2 separate regions of the Pan troglodytes genome follow, and region 1 is linked to region 2. The links are chromatin contacts, called in public Hi-C maps. All regions are on one chromosome and are shown on one strand. The core of a region is the stretch at or near the end of the contact, and the rest is flanking DNA. Distances in the headings are between cores, read along the strand shown. Region 1 holds the start of IRF2BP2 (interferon regulatory factor 2 binding protein 2). Region 2 holds the start of TOMM20 (translocase of outer mitochondrial membrane 20).

Region 1 (5,940 bases), core at 1,215-3,714, 520 kb after region 2:
CTATGTTTACTTAGCATACATCGATAAAGCTGCTTCAGAGCTACATGAAAGGCCAGGCTGCATGAAAGACTTCTGATACAATATAAGGAATTGCTGCCCTGAATCCAGCCTTAACCCCCTTGATTCCGGATCGAGCCCAGAACTAAAATAGCCCTTCCATTTTCCATCGGGCATTTCATTAGGGAAGTTACAACAACTCAGTTTCGACATGAAACTGGCAGCGTAAAATAAGAAGGAAATGCTCTTCCTTTGAAGAAGAAAAGCTCTGTTTTGCAAAGATCTTAGCATCGTGGCAGAATTTCTATCTCTAATTCTATTTTAGGATGGAGTGGCAGGCTCTCCCCTTGAGGCCATTACAGTACCAGCTTGCAGAGAAATGAGTATAATTAGGCCACAACTCTAATGGTGAGTTGTGTTTTCTTTTAGTATGTTTCAGTCAATGCTTAGTGGGGCCGTCTCTTGGGGGCGATAAGTTGGTTCATTTCTCTGCAGCACAAGGACTGGACTTCATCCCCTTTGGGCAGTGACGCAGTGGGTGAAGCCATGTACTGGAATGAGTGTCACAGGGTCTCTGAGGAGGGTGACCAAAGGGACAGGTCTTGAAAGCGGTGTGCAACAGCAGGGCCTGGGAGTGACCAAACCCGCTGGCACCAGCTACTCCCGGGAAGGATCTGGACAGGCCCCGTTCTCCCAGCTTGGAGAGGGTGAGGCAGGATTGCAATTGCAGGGCAAGATCCAGGAACAGATGCAGAGACCTTTAAAACAGGCGCACCTTCTATGGAAATCCCCAAAAGACATTCAAGGTTAGCCTGTAAAAACATTTAGGTCTGACATTACGTTTTCTGTGCCATTTTCGAACAGGTTTTTTCATGTGTTTTAAGCAGCTCCCTCCACTGTTTCTCTAAGGGTGTTTTTCCTCTTCCTTGTGGTTAATCCTTTGAAGCAACCTGGTATTTTCAATAGCAACGACTAGAGAGAAACGTCAGCATGATTTTTTTTTCTCTCCACCTACCAATCCAGTTGTAGGAAAGATAATATAATTAGTACCCTGTTCTTCCCACACTTAACCAGCTCATTCCAGTCTCAAGGGACAGTTGTGGGCCTGTGTTCCCAACAAAAGCAGCTCCAGAGGCCGCCCTTAAAGAGCTTAAGTGTAAAAATCCCAATTGAAGAGCGACTAAGCCTACGTGTATTAGGGAGACTAACGACCAGCCCAAAGTGATTTACCATAACACACACCAGCTCCTCCTCCCGATAAAAGTGTGAAACTCAAGCATTCAATTCAGTCTGGGCTGAGTCTGAGGCTGCCAACGGTGGCAGAGCTGCAGGCCGGGCGGCTGGGCTGGGCTCATCCCGGCCTGGGTGGCATATAGGGCGCAAGTCCGCCTCCGTCGGCGGCCCGCCCTGCGCGACGGCGGGCGAACCAGCCAGCCGGTCGCCCCCACGGCCCTCGGGGACCTCGCGGAGGCGAGCAGGACCCCCCCCCCGACTCGCGCCCTCGCCTCCCGCCACCTCGAGTCCAAGTTCGGGCCCGGGGGCGGCGCCTCGACGCCTAGACTCGCCGAAGGGGGTGGAGCCTGCGCTGTGACGCGGCCGCGCTGGCCGTAGACCCCGGATCCCTGGAATGTGCATTCGTTCCACGAGGCCCTAGTGCCAGCGGCGCCGAGGCACGTCTGCGCGGAGCGTGCGCACTCGCGGCGGCGGCCGCCCACGGCCCCGCGCCCACGTCACGCGCCCGCCGCGCATACCTACATAAGGCGGCCGGGGCGACTGGCGCGGGGGAGGGCTGGACGGGGCTAAGAGCAGCACTTGGTGTTCGGGAGAGGCTAGTCCGAACCGCGCTCCCTCCCCTCCAGAGGGCTCCGTGGAAAACGCGCGAGCCAGCTGGCGGCGCGTGCACGTGGTGCTGGGCTTGGGAATATTCACAGTCTCCCTAGTTAGTAAAAGGGACAGGCGGCGCGTATGTCCTTTCCAAGACAAATGCAAAGCACCAGTGACGGATTTCATGCTTACGTGTCCGACATTGAGCTTTCAAGTATAACTCCTAAAAAACCAGAACTGTGAACCACGCTAGACCTAAATTCCCCATTCTCAGGAGACTGACGGAAACCAAGTGACAAAGTGTCCTTGCATAAAAGAAAAAGAAATGATTTTTAGCACGATTTGGCCCAGAGGCACACTAGAGAAAAACATCCTGAGGGTGGTCGGGACAGCCGGGTGGGGCGCGAAGTGAGGGAAAGTGGAGGAAAAGCACACGATCACTTTGCGCGGTGTTCCGAAGGGAACACCGGCGCTGCGCTGCTGCGCTGCCCCGCGGGCGGGCGGGCGCCGCAGAGCCGGCTCTCCCGGCAGCGCTCCTTCGGCGCGCGGGGGGAGGGGGAGCGCGCGCGCGGGAGGGCGGGCACGCGCACGAGGGGAGGGGGCCCGCGCAGGCGCCGTGCGAGACTGTCGAAGAATCAAGTCTGTAGAAGTGGAGCGGTCGCGGCGGCAGCAGCAGCAGCGACGGTGGCGGCGGCGGAGCTGAGGCGGGCTGGCCGCTGACGCTGGCGCTGGAGAGCGGCGACGCCAGGAGCTGTGAGAGAGCGGCGGAGCGACCCGGGGCCCGCGCCGCGCCCGAGCTCCACGCCGCCCGGCCGCCGCCACCCCGGCGCGGCATGCCCCGCCGCTCGGGCTGAGCCTGCCCCGGCGGCCGCCCCCCGCCCCCTGCCCCCCCGGCCTCCCCGCCCCCCGCCCCGCACTCCGTGCCGGCCGCCGCCGCGACCTGCTGCGCTCCCCCGCGCCCGCGCGGCCCGTCTTCGCCCCGGTCTGGAGGCCCGCCGCGGCTCCGGCCGAGCCCCCGCCGCCGCGCCCGCCGCCCCGCCGCACCGCGCCGCCCGCCCGTGCCCGGGCCGGCCGGGGGGAACTGCTGCCGCGGCTGCAGCCCCTCACCTCGCGCCCGCCGCCCCTCGTGCACCGGGGGCGCTGCGCGGGCGCCGAGCCTTCGCGGGCTTTGCCGCCGCCGCCGCCTTTGCGGCCGCCGCCGCCGCTGGTGGGGGAGACGCGGGGTTGGGGGGGGAGGAGGGCGCGCGTGGTGCCGGTGGGGGGCGGCGGCGCCCCCTCCTCCTCCTCCGCCTCCTCCTCCGGCGTCGCGGGCTCCTCGGACATGGCCGCGGCGGTGGCGGTGGCGGCCGCGTCCCGGCGGCAATCGTGCTACCTGTGTGACCTGCCCCGCATGCCCTGGGCCATGATCTGGGACTTCACCGAACCCGTCTGCCGCGGCTGCGTCAACTACGAGGGCGCCGACCGCGTCGAGTTCGTCATCGAGACGGCGCGGCAGCTCAAGCGGGCGCACGGCTGCTTCCCGGAGGGTCGCTCCCCACCCGGCGCCGCGGCCCCGGCCGCCGCCAAGCCGCCGCCGCTCTCCGCCAAGGACATCCTTTTGCAGCAGCAGCAGCAGCTTGGCCACGGCGGCCCCGAGGCGGCCCCGCGCGCGCCGCAGGCCTTGGAGCGCTACCCGCTGGCGGCCGCGGCCGAGAGGCCCCCGCGCCTCGGCTCTGACTTCGGCAGCAGCCGCCCGGCCGCGAGCCTGGCCCAGCCGCCGACGCCGCAGCCGCCGCCCGTGAACGGCATCCTGGTGCCCAACGGCTTCTCCAAGCTAGAGGAGCCGCCCGAGCTGAATCGCCAGAGCCCGAACCCGCGGCGCGGCCACGCCGTGCCGCCCACCCTGGTGCCGCTCATGAACGGCTCGGCCACGCCGCTGCCCACCGCGCTCGGCCTCGGCGGCCGCGCTGCCGCCTCCTTAGCCGCGGTGTCGGGAACCGCGGCCGCCAGCCTGGGCTCCGCGCAGCCCACCGATCTGGGCGCCCACAAGCGGCCGGCATCCGTGTCGAGCAGCGCTGCCGTGGAGCACGAGCAGCGTGAGGCGGCAGCCAAGGAGAAACAACCGCCGCCGCCTGCGCACCGGGGCCCGGCCGACAGCCTGTCCACCGCGGCCGGGGCCGCCGAGCTGAGCGCGGAAGGTGCGGGCAAGAGCCGCGGGTCTGGAGAGCAGGACTGGGTCAACAGGCCCAAGACCGTGCGCGACACGCTGCTGGCGCTGCACCAGCACGGCCACTCGGGGCCCTTCGAGAGCAAGTTTAAGAAGGAGCCGGCCCTGACTGCAGGCAGGTTGTTGGGTTTCGAGGCCAACGGGGCCAACGGGTCTAAAGCAGGTAGGGGCGGCTGTGAAGTGAGGGGTCTAGGGGAGAAAAGGGGACGGAGAGCAGAGGAGGGGTGGTTCTTTCGAGTCACCATTTTACCCCAGCCCAGAAACAACAAACACCCCACTTCCTGATCTGCCTGAGGCGGAACCAGTGCTTGGTGGCAACGTGTTCATGTGCTGAAGCAGCATAACAGAGATGAGTCAGACTGGGCTGATACGCTCTGACACGGGGTTTTCCTTTCCCAGCACATTCTTGGATGGGAGCATGAGGGCACCAGTCACCTTTTAACCTATTGGGGGACATTAGCAGTCACATGTTGAGTGCAAACGAGGGTACTTTTGTGCATGTGTACAAACAGGCAGTTACAAGCGTGTCATTTTCAGTGGCTCCATTTTAAATCAGTCTGCTGCCTCAGAATCCCGTACGCCTGAAGGTTTTAAGTTGCATGTGCACCTGAAACTCGTATATGAGTATTTTCTGTCTGTGCTTTTAGAGAGGAGGAATTCTGTAACGACTTTTGTTTCGGGTTAGGAAGAGAAGGATCTCTTCCAGTGCACCGCCACTTATGTTACCTTTTTCCTTTTATTTCTTTGTGTTTCCAGTTGCAAGAACAGCAAGGAAAAGGAAGCCCTCTCCAGAACCAGAAGGTGAAGTCGGGCCCCCTAAGATCAATGGAGAGGCCCAGCCGTGGCTGTCCACATCCACAGAAGGGCTCAAGATCCCCATGACTCCTACATCCTCTTTTGTGTCTCCGCCACCACCCACTGCCTCACCTCATTCCAACCGGACCACACCGCCTGAAGCGGCCCAGAATGGCCAGTCCCCCATGGCAGCCCTGATCTTAGTAGCAGACAATGCAGGGGGCAGTCATGCCTCAAAAGATGCCAACCAGGTTCACTCCACTACCAGGAGGAATAGCAACAGTCCGCCCTCTCCGTCCTCTATGAACCAAAGAAGGCTGGGCCCCAGAGAGGTGGGGGGCCAGGGAGCAGGCAACACAGGAGGACTGGAGCCAGTGCACCCTGCCAGCCTCCCGGACTCCTCTCTGGCAGCCAGTGCCCCGCTGTGCTGCACCCTCTGCCACGAGCGGCTGGAGGACACCCATTTTGTGCAGTGCCCGTCTGTCCCTTCGCACAAGTTCTGCTTCCCTTGCTCCAGACAAAGCATCAAACAGCAGGGAGCTAGTGGAGAGGTCTATTGTCCCAGTGGGGAAAAATGCCCTCTTGTGGGCTCCAATGTCCCCTGGGCCTTTATGCAAGGGGAAATTGCAACCATCCTTGCTGGAGATGTGAAAGTGAAAAAAGAGAGAGACTCGTGACTTTCCGGTTTCAGAAAAACCCAATGATTACCCTTAATTAAAACTGCTTGAATTGTATATATATCTCCATATATATATATATCCAAGACAAGGGAAATGTAGACTTCATAAACATGGCTGTATAATTTTGATTTTTTTTGAATACATTGTGTTTCTATTTTTTTTTTGACGACAAAAGGTATGTACTTATAAAGGCATTTTTTTCTTTTGTTAACGTTATTAGCATATCTTTGTGCTTTATTATCCTGGTGACAGTTACCGTTCTATGTAGGCTGTGACTTGCGCTGCTTTTTTAGAGCACTTGGCAAATCAGAAATGCTTCTAGCTGTATTTGTATGCACTTATTTTAAAAAGAAAAAAAAAGCCAAATACATTTTCTGACATTGTAAGATTGCCTTACTGTCTGTCATTCCTTATTGCTGGCCCCTTTCTCAGGCCGGA
Region 2 (5,513 bases), core at 2,999-5,498:
TAGTTGAACTTGTCTCTGTGAACTTAAATTGTATTTACATCCTATTTTATGTTGTTTTCTGTTATGTAAGCATGTTCCATTGAGTGATATAACAGAGTTTATACTGTCATTTCTCTCATGTTGGACCTTGGTAGAATTCTCTGTTTTTCCCTGTAATAATGAAATTGCAGTGGTTATGTGTTCTTTGTTTTTGAGACAGAGTCTCACTCTGTTGCTCAGGCTGGAGTGCTTTGGCACGATCTCAGCTCACTGCAGCCCCTGCCTCCCAGGCTCTAGCTATCCTCCCATCTCAGCTTCCTGAGTAGCTAGGACTACAGGTGTGTGGCACCATGTCTGGCTAATTTTTGTATTTTTTTGTAGAGACAGGATTCACCATGTTTCTCAGGCTGGTCTCCAACTTCTGAGCTCAAGTAATCTATCCGCCTTGGCCTCCCAGAGTGCTAGGATTATAGGTGTGAGCCACCCCGCCTGGCCTGGTTATGTTTTTTTCCCCAAAAGTTTGGATTGTAGATTACTTAAGATAGATCCCCATTAGGATATTACTAGGTTAAGATGTGTTACCATTTTGAATACTCTTGATGAGAATTGCCTGGTAGCTTTTTTAGAAAGATTGTCACAGTGTTTGTTGCCATTGTTACTGTATTGTAGTTACCTTTCTGCTTGTCTGCTCCCTGTCTTCTATTACTTGATAAGCTTCTAAAGTCCTTTAACAAACATCTCATGGATATTCAGGGTTGTTAGCATTAATGGCTCTGTATTGGAACAGAAGTATAACAGAATTTTGGATCTAAATGGAACCCTAGAGGGTGTCTAGTCCAACATCTCGTAATGGAGAGTTCCCTGCCCTCTGGTCAGCTAACACAATGGGGCTTTGACAGAAAGATGGCTATACGAAGGAGGTTTATTGGTTTAAAATATTGCATATGGAGGCCACGCGCGGTGGCTCATGCCTGTAATCCCAGCACTTTGGGAGGGCAAGGTGGGCAGATTACAAGGTCAAGAGATCGAGACCATTCTGGCTAACGTGGTGAAACCCTGTCTCTACTAAAAATACAAAAATTAGCTGGGTATGTTGGCCTGCGCCTGTAATCCCAGCTACTTGAGAGGTTGAGGCAAGAGAATCGCTTGAACTCAGGAGGTAGAGGTCACAGTGAGCCGAGATCGTGCCACTGCACTCCAGCCTGGCAACAGAGCGAGATTCCGTCTCAAAAAAAGAAAAAGAAAAAAAAGCCAATATTGCATATGACTGATCTAGTCTAGAACCTCATTTTACAATGAAAAAAAAAAAAAAAACACGAAGCCTGTAGCATTGTGACTTAGCTGAACATTTCACAAGGCAGCTTGAGTGCTTTCTGAGGAAACACTGGTGAGGAGCATGGTGATAAGGAGACTTCGAGCGCGGCAGCTGATACACCTGGGATTGGACGGGGCTTATCTGTGCAAGCTTGAAAGTCGTTCTCATCTGTTAAAGTGACACTTTCACTAGTTTCTTTGCAGATGGGTTTCTGGTAGCAATGAATGTATTGTGTTTTCTTTTGCAGAATACAGATTCTGTTCATCTTGCTCTGAAATTAAATAATTCTGAACTCATGGGGAGAAAACTCAGAGTCATGCGTTCTGTTAATAAAGAAAAATTAAAACAACAAAATTCAAATCCACGATTGAAGAATGTCAGTAAACCTAAGCAGGGACTTAATTTTACTTCCAGAACTGCAGAAGGACATTCTAAAAGCTTATTTATTGGAGAAAAAGCTGTTCTCCTTAAAATGAAGAAGAAAGGACAGAAGAAAAGTGGACGCCCTAAGAAACCGAGAAAACAGAAATAACCAGGAACTGCTTTTTCTTTTCCTGCTGAGTACTGCTAATAAAAGTGCTATTATCTGCTGATAGCATCGTCTGCTATTCATGTGTTGAGTTTTATACTTCTTTATGGATGGTGTATGTGAAATGTGGAGACTTCCACATTCTCAGTTTATTCACATTGTGATACTACCTTTGAAGGTTTTTTTGTTTTTGTTCTGTGTTTTGAGATGGAGTTTGGCTGTTGTCTCCCAGGCTGGAGTGCAGTGGCGTGATCTTGGCTCACTGCAACCTCTGCCTTCTGGGTTCAAGCGCTTCTCCTGCCTCAGCCTCCCGAGTAGCTGGGATTACAGGCGCCTGCCACCACGCCTGGCTAATTTTTTGTATTTTTAGTAGAGACGGGGTTTCACCATGTTGGCCAGGCTGGTCTCGAACTCCTGACCTCAGGTGATCCACCCGCCTTGGCCTCTCAAAGTGCTAGGATTACAGGCGTGAGTCACCGCACCCAAGCCTCCTTTCTCTTTTGCCTATTAAACCTCTGCTCTTAACCTTACTCCGTGTGTGCTCAAGTTCTTGATTTCCTTGGCATGAAGCAATGAACCTTGGGTATTACCCCAAACGATGTCGCTTCAGTATCTCACTTTGTTGCCCAGGCTGCTCTCAAACTGCTGGACTCAAGTGATCCTCCCACCTTGGCCTCCCAAAGTGCTAGGATTACAGGAGTGAATCACTCATCAATTCCAAGGGGCTAGAACTCCCAGGAACTGGGGACAAAGGCCAGCCAAATTCTTTATTACGCAACCTGGTGTTACTGGAAAAGGATCCAGACCCCAACAGAGGGTTCTTGGATCTTGCCTAAGAAAGAATTTGGGGCCAGTCCACAGAGTAAAGTGAAAACAAGTTTATTAAGAAAATAAAGAAGATCACTCGCGGTGGCTCATGCCTGTAATCCTAGCACTTTAGGAGGCCGAGGTGGGTGGATCACCAGATGTCAGGAGTTTGAGACTAGCCTGGCCAACATGGTGAAACCCCATCTCTACTAAAAATACAAAAATTTGCTGGGTGTGATGGCACATGCCTGTAATCCCAGCTACTGGGGAGGCTGAGGCAGGAGAATTGCTTGAACCCAGGAGGTGGAGGTTATAGTGAGCCAAGATCATGCCACTGCACTCCAGCCTGGGTGACAGCAAGACTCAGTCTCAAAAAAAAAAAAAAGTGAAAGCGTACTTTGTAGAATGGTGCATACCCTAAAGCAAGAGAAGGAACATGTCCACCTTAGGTACAAGGCTTGTTTGTATTGAACAGCAAAAAAATAATGAGGAAGATGAGCTCTACTCCAAGAGCTTGTGACAAAGGATTTTTTTTGTGTTTGTTTTGAGACAAGGTCTTACCCTGTCACCCAGTTTGGACTGCAGTGGTACAATCATAACTCACTGCAGCCTCAACCTCCTGGGATTAAGGGATCCTCCCGCGTCATTCCCCATGTAGTTGGGACCACAGGTGTGTGCCACCACGCCTGGCTAAGTTTTTAATTTTTTTGTGGAGACGGGGTCTCACCATGTTGCCCAGGCTGGTGTTGAACTCTTGGGCTCAAGCTATCCGCCCATCTGGGCCTCCCAAAGTGCTGGGATTACAGGTGTGAGACACTGCCTGGTCTTTGTCAAAGGACTGTTAATCCTGTGTAACTACTGTCTTCTGCAAGGATCAATATTATCTTTAAAGGGAAAATTAAACTAAGAATGCTTTTGTTCTTAAGATATCAGGACATCAGGACATTTCCTGGGTCTGTTAGGTAAACATTATTAACTTGTTCCCTTCCCTGTAAATATCCTGTGACCAAGAATGCCAAACTTCCTGGGAATGTGCCCCAATAGGTCTCAGCCTCATTTTACCCAGCCCCTATTCAAGGTAAGGTAGCTCTGGTTCCAATGTCTCTTGACACTGATGCTTGACTTCGATACCCCTCAACTTAACAGTGTCTGTTTAATGCCTGCTTTCTGCCCACGATTTTCCTTGTCAGAATATCTTAACTTAGGTCATATATATATATATTTTATTTTTTTGAGACGGACTCCTGATCTGTCACTCAGGCTGGAGTGCAGTGGCTCGATCTTGGCTCACTGCAACCTCTGCCTCCTGGTTCAAGCGATTCTCCCGCCTCAGCCTCCAGAGTAGCTGGGATTACAGGCCCCGGCCACCATGGCCAGCTAATTTTTGTATTTTTGGTAGAGACAGGGTTTCACCATGTTGGCCAGGCTGGTCTCAAACTCCTGGCCTTAAGTGATCCGCCTGCCTCGGCCTCCCAAAGTGGAGATTACAGACGTGAGCCACCGCGCCTGGCCTGATCATGTGTATGTTTTCATGTGGCTATAAAACAATTCACGTTTTCTATTTTTTCTTCAATTGTGTATATTTTTCAAGAAATTACTCCATTTAATTTTATTCCAGTTATCATAAAATGAGGCTATCCTGTAACATTCTTTTGAAATGGAACCACTACGCACAATGGATTGTGGCAACCTGAAAAGAAAGTACAGTTTAATTCAAACAAGTCACAGGCTGCCTGTGTTAGACAAGATGAAGCATTCGCAGTCTGGGACCCTGCATCTTTGTCTGCCACAAACAAGGCTGTCAGCTAGTCTTCTGAGTACGTGCACGCCAGCAACGCGTACGCCTCGTTACAGCATGGTCGGCGGATATGAAAAAAAGTCCGTGGTCACGTGCAAATTCCCGACTCCAGTGCGTACACCCAGCGGCGCACGGGAAACGCCGGCGTGGCCCACTGCGCAGGCGCAGGAGCCGCGCTCTTGGGCTCTGCTCAGGCTCTGCCGCGGACGACCTCGAGGCCCTTAGTTGACTGGGACCGGAAGTGGCGTGTGCTCGGCCTTTCCGTGTTCCTGGCCCGCGGCCGTCGGGTGTGAGCTGCGCTGACCGCTCTGAGGGTCTGAGGGTTCGTGGCCCACCGCTCCTTCGCGGTCCCTGCCGCCACCGTCCACGCTCAGCGTTGTAGAGAAGATGGTGGGTCGGAACAGTGCCATCGCCGCCGGTGTATGCGGGGCCCTTTTCATTGGGTACTGCATCTACTTCGATCGCAAAAGACGAAGTGACCCCAACTTCAAGAACAGGCTTCGAGAACGTGAGTGGGTCCTCTCTCCCCTGGCCAGGCTTGCTGCCTTCGGCCGCCGCCCTCCACAGGAGGGGTCATTGCCTCCCACCAGCCTGTGGGCCGCGCAGGGCGACCGCGTGGTGCGGCCCTCAATAGGCGATGGCGCTGGCTGCGCCGCTCCGGGGTCTCTAGTGCCCCGTAGGAATTCCATTTTGGAGGAAGGATTTTTCCCGTTTTGTTTTCCCCAGACACTTTAGCCGTGCAAATGCACTCTTGATTTCTGTTACAATCTCGGGTGTGTGTGGCCTGGGGAGGAGGTTGTCTCTTTTTTTGCCGTTCATCTTTTTAAATCTCTACTCTTAACTAAAAAGTCGTGCATTTTTGTCGCAAATTTTAGTCTGAGGCTAAATCCGCATGCTCAGTGCAGTATCATTGTTGCATTCTTTTTTTTGAGATGGAATCTCGCTCTGTCGCCCAGGCTGTAGTGCAGTGGCGCGATCTCGGCTCACTGCAACCTCCGCCTCCCGATTTCAAGCGCTTCTCCTGCCTCAGTCTCCCCAGTAGCTGGGATTACAGTCGGGCGTCACCACGCCCGGTGATTTTTTGT

What was found. A called contact is a pair of places that touch in the nucleus more often than the background predicts.
Region 1: a contact with region 2 is called in a Hi-C map of stem cell-derived neural progenitor cells, with 3 times the contacts expected there. The contact joins the promoter of IRF2BP2 here to the promoter of TOMM20 in region 2. A contact is called at or near these places in 1 of 7 Hi-C or Micro-C datasets (stem cell-derived neural progenitor cells) and 1 of 1 datasets of contacts at active chromatin or transcription factors (stem cell-derived excitatory neurons).

Annotation. Positions count from the first base shown.
Region 1 is chr1:14,565,646-14,571,585 of NHGRI_mPanTro3-v2.0_pri, forward strand. It overlaps IRF2BP2 (interferon regulatory factor 2 binding protein 2), which reads left to right and starts at 2,465. Exons shown (of 2, transcript XM_525097.8): 1 at 2,465-4,190; 2 at 4,784-5,940. The coding sequence starts at 3,143. The coding sequence ends at 5,499.
Region 2 is chr1:14,039,479-14,044,991 of NHGRI_mPanTro3-v2.0_pri, forward strand. It overlaps TOMM20 (translocase of outer mitochondrial membrane 20), which reads left to right and starts at 4,249. Exons shown (of 5, transcript XM_001153572.7): 1 at 4,249-4,936. The coding sequence starts at 4,816. RBM34 (RNA binding motif protein 34) reads left to right here. Exons shown (of 11, transcript XM_063809732.1): 11 at 1,542-1,902. The coding sequence ends at 1,826.